Linked DNA regions of Mus musculus: region 1 is linked to region 2. A link is a contact called in public promoter capture Hi-C data. All regions are on one chromosome and are shown on one strand. Each heading gives the region's core, a stretch centred on a gene start, on an enhancer-like site or on the middle of the called end of the contact. The rest is flanking DNA. Distances are from core to core; before and after follow the strand shown. Region 1 holds the start of Arrb2 (arrestin, beta 2). Region 2 holds the start of Chd3 (chromodomain helicase DNA binding protein 3).

Evidence for each region. Promoter capture Hi-C pulls out the DNA fragments that hold promoters and counts their contacts.
Region 1: a contact with region 2 is called in a promoter capture Hi-C map of liver, with 2.7 times the contacts expected there. The contact joins the promoter of Arrb2 here to the promoter of Chd3 in region 2. A contact is called at or near these places in 2 of 39 promoter capture datasets (both in liver) and 1 of 115 datasets of contacts at active chromatin or transcription factors (pancreatic cancer cells).

What each region holds. Positions count from the first base shown.
Region 1 is chr11:70,428,498-70,435,164 of GRCm38.p6, reverse strand. Arrb2 (arrestin, beta 2) reads right to left here and starts at 2,585. Exons shown (of 15, transcript NM_145429.5): 1 at 2,412-2,585. The coding sequence starts at 2,434. It also overlaps the pseudogene Gm12314.
Region 2 is chr11:69,364,217-69,370,747 of GRCm38.p6, reverse strand. Chd3 (chromodomain helicase DNA binding protein 3) reads left to right here and starts at 1,322. Exons shown (of 40, transcript NM_146019.4): 1 at 1,322-1,612; 2 at 5,944-6,056. The coding sequence starts at 1,357. Gm32483 (a long non-coding RNA gene) reads right to left here and starts at 1,758. Exons shown (of 2, transcript XR_003949707.1): 1 at 1,670-1,758; 2 at 1-10.

The sequences.
Region 1 (6,667 bases), core at 1,336-3,835, 1.1 Mb before region 2:
GACCTTGGCCTTCGTATGTAACTCTGGCTAGCGTGGATCTTGACATATAGACCAGGCTGGCCCCAACTCAGATCCATTTGTCCCTGCCTCCTTGGTGCGAGGATGAAAGGCACAAACCATCACACTCAGATAATCTTTTCAACTGACCTCTAGCTTCAGGGACCCATACAGTGACTCCCGGAGCAGAGCCTAGTCTCTGCCCCTCAGATGGTTTTTGCCCAAGTCTGACTATTTCGTGAACCTCCAACAGCCTCGCAGCTTAAAAAAAAATCCACTGTGGTCCCAACACAGCAGCATCCTATGGCAAAGATGGTGATGCGGCTAACATGGTACAGGGGGGCTGCTCTGTTCCAACTGCATCTATTGCTCTTATAGCCCAATGGCTGAGACTGAAACATCCCTGTTTTACATCGAACAAGAATTCTGTCAAAGGTCACAGAGAATGTACAGGGTGGGACTCGGATATAAACTTAAGGAAGGTACCTTGGCTTCAAGACCCTGTTCTCAACCACTACATAGTGGCGGCGCTTGCCTGTCACAGTTTGTCAAGTCAAAGGGGATTTTTTTACACGGGTACTGCAACAACCTAAGCCTAGACTCCACCCGCTGCTGGGAGCATTAGTAGGAAACTGTCTAGTGACCCCAGGGCTCTGGCTACTCGGTGGCTTATTCTTCCAAGTGTCATTCTGCCCCCTGTGAGGCATGCTGCCCCAGGGGCAATTCCTGGGAAAGGACCCCAGGTAACACACTGAATAATGCCCCGTGTTCCATCCTCCCTTCAAGCACCATGTAAATGTCTGCTCAGAAAACCACTTGTCTCTTCCTCCCCAAAAGCCAAGCTGTCCATACATCACAGGGTCATACTTAGGGTCATATGGCATATACATAGGGCGCCCCTACGTATCCCCAAGTAATAAGGCACATTGGGACATGGTGGCAGTTAGAACAATCACTCTAATTTCTGTCCCAATTAGGGCTGACAGCTCAGACATCACCTAGGCTGGCTAGCTCTTCTACCTCTGGTTTCTTCCTGCCCTGTATTTTCCCCCAATGGGAGCCCTGACAGAGCCTGTGACAGCCATAACCAGTGTGTCTCAGGCAATTGCCCTGGGGTAACTACAGAGCATCTGCTCTCTACATCTTCCCCAGCCACCTCTTGCCTGGTTAGGGAGCGGGCAGTGGGCACATACTGAGGCTGGCCAAGGAGGCAGAGTAAGGGAATGACCAGGGAGGTACCCAGCTTGGGGGGGGGGGTGCAGCTAAAGCAGATGCCTCTTAGCACTTCCTGCCATTCTCTCCATTTCCTGTGGCCCAGAATTTGATGAGATGGTAGGGAATTATGCCAAGTCAGCAGTCTTTCTCTGGACCATCTACCCCCTCCCTGAAGTACACAACGGAAATTTGGGGGCCTCCCCCCAAGTAAGTGACTTCCCCTTTCTCTGGGGTGTTTAACCTCAAATCCAGGAGGTCAGTCTTCCCTGTGGACATCTCTCTCAGATATTGGTCTTCTTAATGCTGAGATGCCTACTTTCTCATACTCTAAGGGCAGTGGGAGTGGTGGGGTTGATCCCATGTTTTGCAGAAGTCACTGCTCATAATCAGGCCCTTATTCTTGGTCCTCTCCGGCTTGAGGCACATAGCCCCTACCTATTCTTTAGCTCTTGCTCCTTTGGAACTCAAGCATTCACCCCATGTCCTCTTGGGGGTGTTGGGTCACAACAGGAAGTGGATTTTGCTATAGACCAAAAAAGAGAACTCTGGTATCAGTGGAAGGAAGGAGCTTCGATTGCACAGAGAACATCCGGGGAGAGGATGTGTGTCCAGGGGAGATACTACCTCTCCCCTCCACCCCCAGGAGAGGAATACAGTCCAATTTCAGCGAGGGTCCCTACACACTCTTCTCTCTCAAGAAGAAGCTGTTGCTCCTAGCAACCTAGAAGGCAGAAGTTTGGTAGCAGAGCTATCGGGCCCTTGGGACAGGTGGGAGCAATCAGACTGTGGGGTATTGGGCAGGAGGCTTTCCATTGGTTGGGCACGAGTCTAGGGGAATCCCTTCCCAGCATCCAGTCTCCCAGCACACAACCCCTCGGGGCCGGCCACCTGCTCCTCCTTCCTCCGCCCTTGCATCACAGCCTGCACAGAGAACCCAGTAGTCCGACTCCTACATCTCTGCGAGAACCCAGGCGTGGGTTTCCCGATCCCCATCAGGTCTTGCTTTTTGCAGGAGCCCTAGCACGCACGCTCCACTCCAATATCTCAAGGACCAAGGCTTGCGGCCCCGGACCGCTACCCTCTAGGGACCCAGGCGTCCGGCCCCGGGGTTTCTTCCCCGGTGTCCTTGTCTGTGGATCAACCTGGCACACCCCACGAGCAGCCGCCCATGCCCCGCGGCACGGCCCCACCTCCCTTACCTGGTCCCGGGTTTTTCTCCCATGGTGCGCGCGCGCTCGCCGCCCTCCGCCCGCCGGGTTCGCGGCTCGCTCGCAGCCTCCTCGCCTGCTGCCAGGTCCCCGCTCCTCCCCGCGCCACTGCGCACGCGCGTCCTCACTCTTTCTCCTCCTTCCCCTCCCCTCGCGGTCTGGGTCTCGGGGAGCCGGGGCCAGCTGCGTCAGCCGGATCCCGCGCGCCGCGGCGCAGCCCGCCCTCCTCGAGCTGGCTCCGCCCCACGCCTCCGCCCTCCGTTTCCCTCGGGGAAGCCTCCCCGCGCCGTCCCTACTCCCGATCTCCCCGCCCCTCCTCAAGCTTTTAGAACTAGATTGGGCCCCTTTAAAAGCAGGCGGCCGCCTTCGAGGAGATTAGAAGCAGCTGATTGGCCGTTGGTATCCGTAGCCCTGCAGGGATACCTCCCCTTTGTTTGCTTTCACTGTAGTGGAGGAGGGACGGGATCGAGGGGGCGGTGGGAATGAGCTCAAGTGCTGTCTAGTTCTGAGGGCCAAGGGCTGCCCACGTGGATGCACCGTATCAGTTGCGTGATGATGCTTGCTTTGGGACGCGCTGCTCATCCCTGAGCTTGCAGCCTCGTTTGGCCTGCCTTTCCCGCGTTCTTGTGGTCTTCAGCTCCCCCTGGTGTATCGTCTTTGATTTTTTTTTTTTTTTTTTTTTTTTTTTTTTTTTTTGTGCAGGGTCAAACATTAAAACATTTTTCAGACCTTGTCATCTCGACTGTCTATCCTAGCTATCATTCACCCACTCCATCCATCTCTTATTTTCTTCATCCTTCCCTCCCTCTCCATTTCGTGTTAGTCATTGTGCCAAGCCATCGGGACCAAACATGAATTATCATGGCCTAACTTTCCTGGGATCTTTGAGACATAGGAACAGGTATTATATTATGCTCCCAGGAATGCTATAATAGAGGTATGACTCAGAACATCAAGCAACTAAAAGCCCAAAAGCCTTTGCTTGGCCAGCGTGGGGGAGGAGGGAGTGCAGTCACTCACTCCATTGGATGGGAAATTTGAGGACAGACATTCTGAAGGATGGGCAGAAGTGGGGAAAGGACATTCTTTATAGACGAGTGCTTGTGGGTTAGATGGCAGGAGGCAGAGAGCTGCAGACTGTGGAAGGAAGAGACTGCGGAAGGCTTTGTATAGCAGGTGAAAGAAAGAGCCTGAGGATCTGTAGTGTTTATCTAATTTAATGTAATGTAATTTTCTGCTAAGGCCTCACGCATGCTTGGTAAGGACTCACCACTAAGCTCTGTCTTTAATCGCAGCCCAGCAATGATTTGATTGGATTTTGTTTTTCACCAGAGGAATGTCGAGATGGGATTTCTCTTTTCCGGTAACACAGAGCATAGCAAGACCGCTAGAAGATAAGCTAGTCAAGGGAAAACGATGAACAGGGAGTGGAGGGGGAACAGAGGGGCCATATTAGAGGTTCGTTGCTGGGGCAACATTGACTGGGTTTGGCAGAGGGTGAAAAGGGTGACTGACAGAGACAGGTTTTTCTCCTCTTCGGTCTCTTCCTTCTACTCTTACCCATTTCCCCTCAGTGGAATACCTTCATGCCTCTCTCTCCACTTTTCTCCATTTGAAAAACAATGTACACGAGAAAAAAAAATCTCAGATCATCTTTAATTTTTAAACATAGACCTTGTTTAACACCTGCTTACCCCTCCCCCGTTCTATTGTCACATTTTAAGTCTGCTCTTTCATTGTTACAATGTGTTACACTTTATGTGTCTGAGTGCTAGCCTGCATGTAAGCATGGTCATCACCATTTGTGTGCACAGTGCCTATGGAGGTATCAGATCCCCTGGAACTAGAGTTACAGGCAGTTATAAACCTCCACGTGGGTGCTAGAAAGTGAACCCAGATCCTCTGTGAGAACAAAAAGTGCTCTTAACCACTGAGCCATCTCTTCAGCCCCAATATGATTCTTTGAGACAAGGTCTCACTCTATAGCCCTGGGTGGCCTGGAACTCACAGGGGTCCCCCTGCCTCTGCCTCCTGAAGCAACACAGTCAGCTTAAATGTACTCGAGTTCTTAACAGTAAGCTTTTTGACTCATGAATTTATTCAGATTTGACCCTTGCTAAAGATCATGTTCAGAGGTAAGGCAGTCTATAGCTAAAGTGGAATTTGGGGGCAAGGGTCGTAGTTTAGTTGTCAGGGTGCTCGCCTAGCAATCATAAAACCCTTGTGGGAAGCTAGAGAGATGGCTCAGTGATTAAGAGCACTGAATACTCTTCCAGAGGAGCCGGATTCAATTCCTAGTACCCACAGCTCACAGCTGTCTGTAACTCCAACATCTGACACCCTCACCCAGACACACACGCAGGGGAAACACCAGTGCACATAAAATTAAAAATAAAAACAAAAACCTCATATTGGATCTCTGGCAAAACTGGGTGTGGTGGTGAGTGGGGGATCAAAAAGCCAAGGTCATACTCAGCCACATATCAAGTTTGAATTAGTTTGGGCTAATTGAGACTTTGTCTCAAACACACACACACACCAACAAAATATAATCAACAACAATATCAATAAAATAATGAGCTTTTGTCTACAGCAAGGAGAAAGACAATGGTCAGTACAGCATGAAATCTGTATAGCTTAGTGGGTAAATGCACTTAATGTCAACTCTAATGACCTGCTTGCGTTCAATCCCCAGGATTTACACGGTGGAAGGAGAGACCCAATCCCTATTCCCCACCCCCACCCTCACACACAAGTTGGTCTCTGACAGCCACACAGCCACACAAATGCCATGGCTTGAAGGCCCCTGTTACACAAACACACAATTAATACAAGTGCTACTTAAAAAATAAAGTTCAGGGAATGATGCCATCCATGGTGGAAGAGTCTTCACACCTCAATCAACCTAATACAACTATTCTTGCATAGGCAGACAATAGAAGATATGATTGTAGATCACTTCTCAGATGAGTAGATCTCATCAAATTGACAACTGAGATTAACCACCATATTGTTGTTGTTGTTGACTGTCCTGGAACTCACCCTGTAGACCAGGCTGGCCTTGAACTCAGAGATTTACCTGCCGCTGTTTTCAGAGTGCTAGGATCAAAGGTATGCACCACCACTGCCTCACTATATTCTTTAATTTTAAAGGTATGAGAGAAAATCATGTTTTTCCAGAGAAGGTGAAGATGGCTTTGGCCTGGACTGCAGCCATGAGAATCTGGTGGCTGCAAAGGGTGAGGTGCCGCTGGCAGCCTGGAAAGTGTCCCACATAACCAAGGACATGCTGTCATGGCCGTATCCTAGGGCCCCAGAAGAACAGGCCAAGACACCAAGAAGTATAATATGCACATGGAAGACTAGGACAAACTGCATGGGAATGATGGCAGGGTATGGTGACTCTCTGAAGCGCCCTGATCACAAACAACATGACAGGGATCCATGGCATGAACGGGACCTCTCAGACCTGAGGTTGAACTGTGATGGATTCACGCACTGGGACCTAGTAGATGAGGAATCATGTGGACATGTCCCCTCCACCTGTTTCTTGGAATGTCACGAGTAAGCAGCTCTTCAGCTTTGTGGCACTCATGATTTTCATGTTCTGGGTGGGAGAGACTTTCCTCATCCCCAGCCTTTGGGGACAAAGCAGTACTCTTAGATATGAACCTGGAAGGAAGCAGCAATCTTCCCAAAGAACCTGAGCCGGTGACTCACGAGGAGATTGGAGAAGGCTTCATGGGCGTTTGTGCCCTCTAACTAGAACACCCTCACTCCTAGAGATTTAACCTTAATGAATAATTAACTTCATATGAAATGAATAATTTAACCTTAATGAATAATCCTTAATAAGATTCAGAAAGAAAAGGCTGTTCCATTCTGGTACTTTCACTGTTCAGCACTCCCCCTTGTCCTTCTGTTCCTCGTCCCTCTGGGCCCCTCCCCCTCCCCATACTCTGCCTCCTGGTTTCATAGTTTATATATCCATATTGTTAAGTCTAGATACTGCATATGGGAGACAATCTGCAATATTTGTCTTTCTTCCTATCATCCTCTTTCCCCCACTCTCCCCTCCCTTTACATGTCTTTCAACATACAGTTTTCCCTTTACTTCCATGTCATTAAATACATACACATGCATTCACACATACATACACTCACACATACACACATGCACATATTCACATACATATATATGTACATACATACATACACATACACATATATAATACATACACTGACTA
Region 2 (6,531 bases), core at 73-2,572:
AAGCAAGCCACTGGAGGAGAGGAAGGGAAAGAGTAGAGATAAAATTGACAACATTCACAGAACACTGAGGGCTGGGCAAAGGAGAGAATCAAACATGGACTCCTTGGAAAAAAAACTCAATCATCTATTCATATCTCTCCCCCCAAAGTCACTAGGATTTCTGTCACTTTTTTTTTAAGGAGAAAAAAAAAAAAAGCCAGTACCATTTCTCATTTAAAAGCTACGTACACAATTAAATGCATTTTGACTTCAATGAGGTATGTAGAGAGTTATATATAAACATATATTTCATCTTTTTCCTTTTCAATGCCTGAAGGAAAAAAAAAAAAAACCTTCACATCAAACCACTCCCTTCTGAAGTATTCAGAAAAAAAAAAAAAAAGCTTTTCTTTAGAGAAGGGAGGTGGGGGGAGGAAGAAGACTAGTAAAGAAAAGAAAAATTCAATCTAGTTGGACTAGTATCTAACTAGTTAACCTTTAACAATTTATGCTGATGTCAGACTGAGCATGAGTACTGATTAATACCCCCCCAAATATTTTTATAAGGGGGGGAGTTAAGTCACAGCAGCCATTTTTGTTTTATGCAGAAATCCTTCATGCCCCCCAACACACACACACACACACACACACACACACACTCTCTCTCTCTCTCTCTCTCTCTCTCTCTCTCAATACACAAGGAAAATGTATTAATCTGTGCACTAATCAGTTATGAAAAAAGGGAGAAATTTGTGGGTTTCTGAGTAGAAGCTTGGAGATTGGATGTAACAGGGAGAATGGGGGTGTATGAAAAATGAAATATTAAGCCAGCCATTTTGTTTTAAAAGGGGATTTTACCCCCCTCTCTCTTTCTTTATAGAGGGGGGTGGCAGTGCTGGAGGGGGGGTTGTTTTAAAAATAATTTCAAGGCGGCCATCTTAGTGCCTCAGCTCTGAGAAATATTTCTGAGCGCCCCCCTCAGAATTTAAATATATTTAAAGCAACCGAGGGGGGTAGAGAGAAGTCGAAAACTTTTATATACATATATATAATTTTTTTTTTTTAAACGATCTCCCTTTCTTGTTCTCTTGGGAGGAAAGACAGAAGGGGGAAAAAGTCCTTAAATTTTTCCAAGAACATTTTTGGGGGTGGTGCGGCCCCCCTCCTCAGACGCCGGCCCCGGGGGTGGGTGTTCTGGAGGGGGGTGGCCCGGGGGTTTGGGGGGCTGGGGGAGGCGGTGAGGAGGAGGAGGAGGAGGACGCCGCCGCCGAGGAGGAGGAGGAGGAGGAGGAGGAGGAGGAGGAGGTGGTGGTGGTAGCGGTGGGGGAGGCGGGCGGGCGGTGGGTGGGGGGGTGGTGGGGGGGCCAGAGCCACAGGATGGCTTCCCCTCTGAGGGACGAGGAGGAGGAGGAGGAGGAGATGGTGGTGTCGGAGGAGGAAGAAGAGGAGGAAGAAGAGGGCGACGAGGAGGAGGAGGAGGTGGAGGCGGCCGACGAGGACGATGAGGAGGAGGACGAAGAGGGAGTACTCGGGCGCGGGCCGGGCCACGACCGGAGCCGCGACCGCCACAGCCCCCCCAGCTGCCACCTCTTCCCGCCGCCGCCGCCGCCGCTGCCGCCGCCCCCGCCACCAGGTAAGCGTCCGTCCGACTCCCCGGGGCCCGAGCGGAGCCGCGGGGCCCGGCACCTACGGTTCGGCCGAGCCGAGGAGAGTCCCGGGCGCCTGGCGGGTCTAGACGGGCCCGGCAGTCCGGGCGGCGGCGGCCTTGGGGCCAGGCCTCCTCCCCTCCCCCGCCGCACCCCTCCTCCGCCGCTACCGCGGCCGCCGCCACCGCCGCCGCCGCCGCCGCCGCCGCGCCCGGGCTGGAGAGCGCAGGGAGCGAGCTGCGCGCGCGGACCGGGCCACTTGGTCGCGGCTTTCGGGGGAGGAGATTTATTTTTTTCACCCTCGGCGGGGAGGGGGTAGGCAGGAAACGGCCGTAGCGAAGCCAGGGCCCCCCTCCCAGGCCGAGCGAGGGACCGCGGAGACCCCGGCGACCGGACGGCGGCGTGGGGGGAGGGGCGCGTGGGGGAGGGGCGGCCGCGTGAGCGCCCCTTGGGCCGGGCCCCGGTGGGGTCGGACTGAAGCCGAGTGGGTTCGGGGTGTGGAGCTGACTGCCACCCGACGCCCTCCGCTGGGGACTTGGGCAAGCAGAGGTGGGACAGTGGCCCGCGGACCAGCCCCTCCACCTGCAGGGACTTCGGTGCCCGCCAACTTAGGGGTGTGCGGTGGCACGCGTGGGAGGGGGCGTGCGAATGTTTGTAGCGGCTGATGACCAGAGGCAGGTGGTGGCCACACTCCACGCAGACCACTTCCTGGAGTAAGACTTGGACATACCGTCCACTCCCCCCTAGCTGGCCGCCGAGGTCTCGGGTCACCTCAGATTTGAAGAGAGACAGGAGAATGTCTGGGGAGCCAGATGCCCCCGGCCCCACCCTCGTCATCTCTGCCCCGGGCTCTTTTGTGTCAAGTGCAGCCCCCATCCCCCCCTCGTGACCCCGTCAGTCTGGGGTGGCCGAACTGCCCAGCTGTGACTCTCACGTGGCTGCCATTCACTGTCACTCTCTTGATGAAACCACCCACACACCCTGACCACGTTGGGGGGCGTGAACTGCCCACCCAGCTGCTCTGTCCTGACCATCATCACTCAGCACCCTTCTCCGAGATGACAAGTCACCTGCCACTGGCGTAGGACGTCCAGCTGTGCTTGGGACAGACCCTTCTCTGGATCAGTGGCGCAACTCTCAGACCACCCTCCAAGTGGAGAGTGATTTCTAGCTTCTTTAGGATAGGTGTCGCCAACCTCTGATTGGGGACATCCACACCCCCAAGTCTCTGGCGGCAGAGCAGCACACACACACCAAACTTTAAAACGTTATTTGTAAAACTGTCTTACTGACCACTGTGACTTTTTGTCGCACGTGTTGAGACAGCTTTTCCGGGGGTGGGGGGTGTTAAAAATAATGTGTTTAATGCGTATTGGGTAAAGCCTCACCCCTAACCTCGTCAGGTTTACCTGTAAAAGAGGAAAAGTTTAGAAAAAAGTTATTCCAGCGAGCCCTCAGGATTCCCTTGGAGTGGGGGAAGAATTAAAGATCCTGAGGAGAGAGAGGGCTGCCCGCAGGGCTGCCTGCGGCAAGGTGTGAAAAAGAGGGGAGAGGGGCTTGTCAGGTGAGTTAGGGCGTCGGTAACTCTCGCCTAACTGTTCTGAACTCCGGATCTGGTTTTGATCCCCGGCACTGGATGCCTGTAAGAGAGGAGAATGAACGAGCCTAAGGTCGAGATGGGTCTTTGTGTGGCGTCCTCCCTCCCCCCTTGCTTTTGAATCCTTGAGAAGCGTCAAAAGCTTTTGAATTTTTATGTTTGAAATGAAATCTCACCTCCTCTGTCTCCCTGGGCAATTTCATCCCCCTTCCAGCCCTCCAAGTCAAAATGACCCAGATACACCCCCTCAGATGACTTTCTGAGGTAAAACTTTCGGAAAATATTTTTAGCGTACTCATTATCCGTCTACCTCAGTGTGGGGAAAAATAAGTCTCCTCTTAAGGAGCTCTGTTCAGGCTGCCCGCCCTCGTCTCTTTCTGGAATATGAATTTGTACTCGTGAGAGCCTTCCATTGTTTTTCAGTGCGACTGCTTTGATTCTCACCATTTTTGTTTTACATTCTTACCCAAGACCAATTTTTATCCCTTCCCCCATCGCGCCAGTCTCCTTACATTGTTGAACGTTTAAAATAATAGCATTCGTGTTGGTGGGGGAAGGGAGCAGGAAGCTAAAGAAAAAAACCTCATTTCTTCTCCCTCCCCCTTCTGGCAAGTCTAGAGAAATAATATAACATAATATATAGATGTGATTCCTTGGGGGGTGGGGATGGGGGTGGGGAAATGATTGTGGGTGGTGCGGAAAATTCTGGTAGTTTCTTTGCAAAAGGTCTGAAAATACAAACCCACCTCCTGCATTCAGTACGCATGTGCAGTAGACCTATTATGGAGGTTCGTTGTGGGGGAGGGAGGGGAATTTGAGAAAAAAATAAATATAAGTGTGAGAGATTGATGGCGAGATTAGGAGAGAGGGGCGGGAGCAAGGCTCTTGCCCAGGCTCCTCCCACAGCCCTACTGCCAGACTCCGCCCTCGCCCTCCCCACCTTCCCGAGATCTGAGCCGGGAAGTGGGAGAGTCTGGGCTCGCGGCCAGCTTTGAGAGGCTGCTGAGACAGAGGTTGGGGCTTAGATTTGCTTTATTACCCTTCCTTGCCTCTCCTCGCCATTCTTTCCCTCTGCTGGCCACCGACGTCGGCCTAAAACTGAGAACCTCCTGCCGGGCTGGGTGGGAAGTAGAGTTCACGGGCTTCCTCGCCCCACACACCCAGGGTGACCCAGGCGGCCCACTTCCCTGATCCTTAGCCAGTTGGCATAGCCTGGCCTGCCCTTGCCACTTGCCCCGCGGTCGTCGTTTCCATGTTCGTGTTAACCCAAGTCCCTAGAGTTAAGGGGAGCCAGCTGCTGGGCCTGACGTCTGACTTCCTATTACAGCCCTGGATCGGTTTTCACACACTGCCTCTGGGCAGGCAGCCCCCTTTGCATGCCCACACGCCGTCCACCGCCCGCCATCCGAGAGTGTCTTTCCTCACAGGGACCCGGGATTGTGGAGGTAGAAGGAGAGGTAGCATCAGGTCGGAATCCCAGGCCTGGGGTGTTAATTGTGGCTAATTTTCCCTTGGCTGTTGAGGGAAGGAATATTGTGTGTCCTAGGGCAAGAGGCTGGGCCAAGCCCTGGCTTTCCCCTCTGGCTGCAGCTGCCTCTACTTGGACAAGACAGGTCTGGCTGGTTAGTCTAGTGACTGGTGGGGGTGGTAGGTAAGCCACGGCCGTTTCTATGTGGCATTAGGGCTTAATCTTTGAGAAACAACTCTGATCCCCAAACCTTAAGCAGACTGGCAGGGGTCAGGGAGAATGGGGTGGTGGGATATCAGGGAAGAACCTGTCCTGGGCCCGCCCTCTGGGGAGAGAGGCAGGGCCATAGCTGTGCTGAAGCAGGTACAGGTGTGTGTGTGTGTGTGTGTGTGTGAATCTGAGACTGCACATGTTAGGTGTGTCTGTGTTTCTGTCCTTGTTTGTGTCCCTGCAATGTGTGTATATAGATGTGTCAGCATGTCTGGGACAGATTTAGAGGTGAAAGGTAAGGCGTGGGATAGAGGTGCAGCCTCCAGGAGTAGATGTGGAGGCAGGCAGGTAGGCTCCAGTCGTCCGGGAGGAGGACTGTTTAGGGAATTGCGTTGACTGCTTTTGCTGAGTTAGGATGTGTTGGAGGCAGATACTGGTCCTGTGGGGAAGAGAGGATGACAGAATTTCTTCTGCTCCAGTGCTGTGCTGGTGTGATTATCCAAGAAAATGTAAATAGAGGCAGGCCTCCCTCTTGGCAAAAAGGATGTCAGGGCCCCAGGGTGTTAGTGTGAGAGCCCAGGTGTCCACCTCTGGCTCTCACTCCTCAGCATCTGGCTTAGGGAGCTGCCAGCTTGTGTCTCCCTACTCCAAGTGCTGGGGTCAGGCCAGGCCAGCAGCTGGGCATGGCTTCCCCGGTTCCTGGGCAAGCTGCCAGCTGGCAAAGTGAGGGGGAAGGCAGGAGGAGCCCTGGCGAGTACTGAAAGGACCTGCCACAGTCTGCGCCGGTGGCCTACAGTCTGGTCCCTTGTTAGCAGGAGGGGAGAAGAGGGAGTGGCTTGGCTGCTCCTCCTTTCTGACCCTTGACCTCCATTCAGAACCAGAGGATCCCAGAGTACTAGAAACACTGTTTGCATCCGTTGAGGGGCAGCGACATTTAGAGGAGTTATTGCCTTGGTTCCTAGAGAGTGCCACGGTGGCAGTAAGAAGGGGACAACGAAGGACGCTCCAAGTTTAGATTTTTTGGTACTTTTTTTTCTCTAAAGATAAAGATGATATTCGGCTGCTGCCTTCAGCGTTGGGTGTGAAGAAGCGAAAACGAGGCCCTAAGAAGCAGAAGGAAAACAAGCCAGGCAAACCTAGGAAACGGAAGAAGCTCGTGAGTGTCCCCCAGCAAGGCTCAGGGGCCCTTTCCCAGAGATGACATTTTCTCTGTTCCTGGCTACGTGGGCAGAGGGGTTCCTAGGGTCAAGAGACTTTACCCCCTCTCTCATGTGTCTCCTCTGCCTCTCTTGGACTTGGAACCCTAACCCCACTTTCTCTAGCCTGGTACAGAGTCCAGTTGTCAGTGTAACTCCCTCGCCATCTGAGAGAAAGAACTGAGGGCACACTGTCTACTGAGGGAGGAGCTCAGAGCCTTGCGTGTTTGAGCCCTGGATTTAATTCCCAATACAGAGGGAAAAAGAAAACTACAGTCTTAGAGGAAGCGGGTGTGAGTTCAGAGCCTAGAAATCCTCTGCCTTCCTGGACAGTTTATTTGACTCCCTGTGCCTCGGTTTCCTCTGAAAAAAGTGAACAAATAGAGATCAATTGCTGGTCCATGGAGTAGTTGTGAAGATGGAAAGAGATAAAAT